Regions from separate parts of the Mus musculus genome. Here region 1 is linked to region 2. The links are chromatin contacts, called in public promoter capture Hi-C maps. All regions are on one chromosome and are shown on one strand. The core of a region is the stretch at or near the end of the contact, and the rest is flanking DNA. Distances in the headings are between cores, read along the strand shown.

What was found. Promoter capture Hi-C pulls out the DNA fragments that hold promoters and counts their contacts.
Region 1: a contact with region 2 is called in a promoter capture Hi-C map of the C10 cell line, with 2.9 times the contacts expected there. The contact joins two enhancer-like sites. A contact is called at or near these places in 3 of 39 promoter capture datasets (the C10 cell line, hippocampal neurons and pre-B cells).

Annotation. Positions count from the first base shown.
Region 1 is chr16:95,995,071-95,998,169 of GRCm38.p6, forward strand. All of the region lies in intron 41 of Brwd1 (bromodomain and WD repeat domain containing 1), which reads right to left. Among named protein-coding and RNA genes, the nearest start is that of Psmg1, 5.7 kb to the left of the region's middle. Within about 2 kb of position 1,276, at least 8 of the 459 cell types and tissues checked have an H3K27ac peak or open chromatin away from gene starts, as enhancers often do.
Region 2 is chr16:95,281,749-95,284,989 of GRCm38.p6, forward strand. All of the region lies in intron 2 of Kcnj15 (potassium inwardly-rectifying channel, subfamily J, member 15), which reads left to right. Among named protein-coding and RNA genes, the nearest start is that of Gm31641, 24 kb to the left of the region's middle. Within about 2 kb of position 1,898, at least 35 of the 459 cell types and tissues checked have an H3K27ac peak or open chromatin away from gene starts, as enhancers often do.

The DNA.
Region 1 (3,099 bases), core at 26-2,525, 710 kb after region 2:
AGACACAAGTTTCAAGTGCTTTGATGTATCTATCTGCTACCAGCTGGAGTTTGGGGATTTCTTAAAATCAGTCTTACAGTCATGAAGAGTCAGACATGAATGTAATAGCCACATCAATACAGAGGCTGTAGAACACCAAAGTAAAAAACACATAGGCATCTGGAGGACTTGGCAGCCTTTGTCTTTCTTACTGAGTCCCAGAAAAAGGCAACGTTTTGGTCAGCTATCATCAAGCAAGCTTGGCCTGGCTGCTTGCACATGTCACCTGACTATAAATAAATATAGTTTTGCACCAGGTGTGGTGGCGGCACATAACCTTTAATCTCAGCACTCCCATTTGGAAGGAGGAAGGCAGATCTCTCAGTTCTAAGCCAGCCTGGTCTATAGTTAGATCTAGGGCAGACAGAAATGCATAGAGAAACCAGCTCAGAAAACAGAAGGTAGCAATGGCTGCTCTTCCAGAGCCCCCAGACTGTTCCCAGCCACCTGAAAGGTCAATCTGACATCTACAAGCTCTTCCAAACAGGAGACTATTCCCTCAAAGGGTTAGGGTTATGTAACTTCCAATGTTTTTTACTAGGCTGGTCTGACGTAACTCATTAGGCTCTGTAGAAACAAAGTGCCTTGGTGTTTTTACCTTCAGAGGACTTTCTTAAAAGTAGAAACTTATAAGCTGGGGTCTCCATGAATACCAAATGCAAAAATGAACATTAAATCTATTTTGAGCAAATGCTAGGATAAAATAAGTACAATTTCAAAATATAGCAAAAGGGAAGCGGGTACCCCTCAAAGAATTCTACTAGTATCAGCCAAATAACTACATCCATGCATTGCATACTAAGAAAACTAAGTCAGCTGGTTCATGCCCAGTATTAGATAAAACCCCATCACAACTAAAATCTCTCTTCCCAAGAAAATGCTGAATTAGTAGTGGTTACTCCAGATGTGGTGGAAGAATTAGTAGTGGTTACTCCAGATGTGGTGGAAGAGCCTGTGCTGACAGTTTATCAACCTGGTAAAGACAAACTCTTAAGACATTTTACTTCCAATCAAGAAAGGGGAAAAGCTAAACTGCAGAAATGGAAAACATTTTTTAAAGTACCCTGTAAAGTAGATTTGAACTTCAATTAACTTATGCCCTAAGTAGGGAAAAGTCCAGAATACAATTTACAGGAACCCCAGGTGATGAAAGTCTCAAGTTCAAAGACAAACAAATGGGAATTCCGCAGAAACCACCGTGAGGGAGGCCGGAGGCTGCATGGGGACTCAGCACTAACCACACTGCTAAGAGCACTGCTGAGAACTCTGAGACAAACAGAGCTGGCAAGATGGCTGGCTTCGTGGGTAGAGAGAGGCGTGCTACAGAAACCTGGAGCAACCTGGGCAGCCTATGCAAATGTGGAATGGAGAACCTGCTCCACAAAGTCATCCTCTGGCCTCCACAACATGGCACGTGCGCACACATGGTAGACACACAACAAAAACGTGTTAAGCTGCCTCTCCATCGGTGTGTTAGCACTTTCAAGTTCGCATTTATAGCACTTCTGTATCCGTGTTCTAGAACGGCCTGTGGTAAGGACAAACACCGATATGGGCAGGACTGTTTTCCTTAAAATGTGACTTCCCACTCTCCAAGGACTATTCATATTCCAAGTGTACTCAGATGTTTCCCTAAGTCTAAAGACATTAGTGTGGAAGCATTTGAAAATGTTAATCTGGTCAGCATTTCTTAAGTATTTAAAACAGTGAATCAAGTGGGTACCCTACAGTTGTAAATGCCTGCTTCTCCAGCAAGTCTTTTATCAAGCTGCTACAACTACAGAGTTCTCTCATCCGCTCTTCAATAACAATAAAACTGAGCCACCAAACTCCCAACTCTTGGAAGTGTTTTTTCACCCTTCCAAAGCAGGAGCTTCCAGAAGCATCCTGTGAGCTGCCATTTCTCTATATAATGGTATATGTTCCCACTTCCTGTCTGTAGGAAGGATGCAACAGCGTGGGTTATCTTCTGCACCAGGACAAAAACTGGTCTGTGACAAATGTGAACTCATTCACCAGCTCAGTGGCTGTCCAGTGAGTGACCAGCACAACCTGGCTTCTCGTTGCCACTACATCTAAGGTAGCTGCACAGATGTGCCTCGTTCTTTGAAAATAGGCAACGGGTGACGTCGTTGCGAGTTGGTGGCAGTTATTTTCCCAGCAATGTCTCAGCATTACGAACTGTGAGCAGAATCAAGATCAGAAATAAAGGGCTTTCACTCTCCTGAAAAGCAGGCTGTTTCAAGCACAGGCTGCCCAGTCAGTTCAACTCCCAGGCAATGCTGCTGGCCACAGCTGTCTGTAGCAGAGCCACTGATCTGAGATCTGGGCGAGCTTTGAGGGGAGCATCGTGAGTATTTAAAAGACATTTTAGCTTGCTAGAAGCATGGCAGCCACTTTGTCCTCCCATGAGCCAGGAAGGCCTCGAGGTGCATCCCATGTCCTGTGGTTTGTTTTAAATATGTGGGAGAAAACTTTAAAAATCTGCCCACTAGGACTTGGATATGCCCTATACTGAGTACTGCATAGCACAAATAACAGCTCAAAATCCAAGGATCAATTTACACTTAGAAACTAAAGTAACGGCTTAGTGGTTAAGAGCACTGACTGCTCTGCTCTTCCAGTGGTCCTGAGTTCAATTCCCAGCAACCACACGGTGGCTCACAATCATCTGTAATGAGATCCAATGTCTTCCTTCATCTGCTGTGTCTGAAGACAGCCAAGTGTACTCACATACATAAATCTTTTAAAAAATAAAAAGGTCCTTTCAAGCTTTGAAACACTGATGTAAATGGACGAATGTCTAAGCTCCCTGTGTGACTGAAGGATGGAGATGGGCTGCCACAGTCCATGCAGTCCGTAACTAACCCTGTAAGCTGCCACAGACCATGTAGTCTGTGCCTGACGCTGTTAAAATTAGGAAGTTAAGGTTGACACTTGGCCAATTTAAAGGCTTTAATAAACTGCTTGTGGTAGCTCACCCTTTAATCCAGAACTGAGGAGGCAAAGGCAAACGGATTTCTGTGAGTTCCAGGCTACATATACTCTTGAAGACAACAC
Region 2 (3,241 bases), core at 648-3,147:
CTCCCCCTATCATGTGGGTCCCATGGATTGAATGCAGATTGTCTCACTCTATAGCAAGTGCTTTTACTTACTGAGCTAAGTGCTTAAGTGTGACTTAAATTATTAAGGATCCATGCTATAGATAGAAAAGAAAATAATATATTAGAATGTCTGACTGTGCCTTTGAGGAAAGTAAATCGAGAAGGTTGGACTAGGTTGGTTGGTTGACATTATCGTAGTTATTGCATTTAGAATGTATAAGCTTAATTTAAATCCAGATCCACCATGCCTGGAGATCTGAGGAGGGCCAAGTACCTCAGATGAGAGGAGGAGAGGAGAGATGTTAATTTTCAGTGACTTCTCAGTAGAGGTTCTGTCTTCTTTACTCTCAATGGGTACATCAAACCATAACTGTATTAGCTCCAACCATGACCCTGTCACAGTAACAGCCATAGACAGGTCACTGCTACTTTGTTGGCTTCCCAGAGATCTTAAATGTATACTTCTGTCCACTGTACTTCAGAACAATAGCTTTTATGTGATAACTGGAAAGGAAGCACAATGACTTGCAAAAATGTAAGGTCGGTGCTTTACCAACAGTAATGCAATGCTGCCTGTGCCCTGGACTGCCCACTGCCTGACCCTACTTGCCCTTGGGGATTGGAGGTGAGGTAGCAGGGGATCAACAGCATGAACTCCAGGGAAAAGTGAGAAGCATTGTAGCAAGCTTGTCTGAAAGCTGCTGCAAGCGCCTTTGATACCCTCCACCCATGTCCCATTGGTCCCAAGAAAGTATCTCTTCTAAACAGCAGTTCCTGATTGGCTGGCGTTGTCTGAACCAGCAATCTTTGGTCTCTCAGGCAGTCCTCAATTAGATCCTCCTGCAGGAGATGTCTTTGCGACTGTGAGGCCCCCTGTGTTTATGCTGAGGCAGCCTCGCTGTTCCTCCTATATTGTTTTAGTAATTTCCACGGGTTGTTCTTATCTACTTAAAAATTATATTCCAAGAAAAATTTATTCTCCAAAATTATATTCCATGTGTCTTTATAGCTCACCCCCCCCCCCAAATAGACCATATTACAAAAAATGGTTAAGAATCCCTGAACTGACTTGTTGAAAATGAGACCAGGGCTGGGGAATGCTCACATAGCATGAGCTAAGTCCTAGATTCACTCCCTGGCACTTCACAAGCCTAGCATGGTAGTGCATGTTTGCAGTCCCCCAAGCAAACAAAAGAAAAGTCTTGATTACCAGTTTTCAGGCTGTTTCTAAGAATCATGCAGGAAAAGGTTGTACCTGGTCCCACAGGGCCATAATGACTACATTTGTTTGTAGAGTTCCTAGTACCAGGATGGTGTTCTAAGAACGCTGCATATAAAACCTTGTCTTTACGTGATTTGGACTTCTAGTCTGCTTTGTTCTTCCCTAAAGAATATCATATTTAGCCAATAAAAATGAGGTGGCCATGCTATTTGTATATCTCTACATGGCGCATATATAGAGAATATGTATAAAAACATTTTAGATCAACGAGGAATAATTTTGGTATATGAATATTAATAAGTATTAAATATCACCATCATTATAATAAAAGTATTTGCTATCCATCTGAAATTCAAATTTAACTGACCATCTCATATCCTATCTGGCAACCCTAATACGACCAAAATTGAGCCATCCACCCTCCAGCTAATAAAGTACAGATGGCTTCAGTGTGTTGTGCTTCCCTATTTACTGATGGAGATTAGCTAACTGCCAAAGGGCTAAGATTCTGATTGAACATGAAGGTGTTTTGAAATTAGAAAACACCCGTCACTCAGAGATCACGTGTGAGCACATGTGTAAGAAACAGATGACTCAGACATAGTCCAGGTCCTTGAAGTGCACTATCTTCCATGTTAGGCTGTCGGTGTGAACTGTGCTCCTCCGAGACCTGGGAGCTCTGCTTTCGGTATCACGGACATGTGGTCAAAGCACGGACTAAGAGTGAGACTGGATTGTGAAACGTTTGGACACGGGTCCCACTTTTAAATAACTTGGTTCCAAACCAAGCAAGAGTCAGTCATTTCCTTTGTCTGGTGTACGATTCCCATTAGGGTAATAAAGACCAGGAAAACTCACAACGGGAGGAACTCCATTCCCAGTGACAGGTGAATCACATGGAGAGCCATTCCTTACCATTTAATCACTCAGATCACAATCACATTTTTTTTTTGCCTTTTTTTTTAAAAAAAGAAAAAAGAAAAAAGTATCATAAGGCAGAAGACTAAGACACCATATTTAACAAGGTCTTTCCTGTGCCTTAGTCACCTTAAAGTGAAATAGGTGCTTTTGGGTGATGAAAGGTTCTCCACACAGTGGCTTCATGAGAGAGATTGTTTAGGGGAACTCAATCAGAAGTGTTGCGTATATATTTTATTTAAGGACACGTGGTGAGAAGAGAGTGCTGCCCGTTCAAACACCCTCCCACTGCATCATAGGAAGGCGGGAATTAAGGGACACCATCCCGTTGGCTTCACGCTTCCTCCTTGCAAGCTCTGTCTGCACCCAGTTTGCAGTTTGATTAAGTAAAACACGTGATATATCAAATACTTGTGTCCCCTCCTGGGCTGTCTGAACCAGATGCTTCCTGTCTGACTGACTTCACCACACTCAAATCAAACAACCCCCATGGCTCTGTCTCTCCTTCCTGCATCACAGAGAGCCCTGGTAGCCCATCTTCTTCTCTGTTTGAATTGATCTAGACAGGAGCAGCAAGTGAGCCCGTGCTAGCCTGTTGGAGAAACACCTTCCCTGAAGTGAACATTTTGGGTAGCGCATTTAGGGAAGTTAACATAACACCCTTTGCCTTCTTCTCACTGCTCCCAAGACATGAAATTTCCTCTTTTATCTCACAACAATGTGCATCCAAGTCACACTGTGTTTAAATGGGAGGATATGCTTATTATCCACGTTCTTCGCATGTTGGAGCATGCGAGACTGAGGGCAGTAAACCAATGGAGATTTCCACTTGCCTTTAGCTGCTGTGCATTCTTACTCTATAAGAAAGCCCGCTGTTATTAAGGAAGAATGTTCGGCTGAAGTTGGTCACTCATAACAACAGACAGATGTATAATGTTTTATTTGGGCTAGCTAGCTCTCCTGCAAACTAAGAGCCTAACATTAAACTGTCTTTACAAAACTACACAGCAAATGATAGCTCTGACTGCTCTAGAGCTCAGATCCTGAGTCTTTGCCATGGAAAATGGAAAATGAGTCTCTG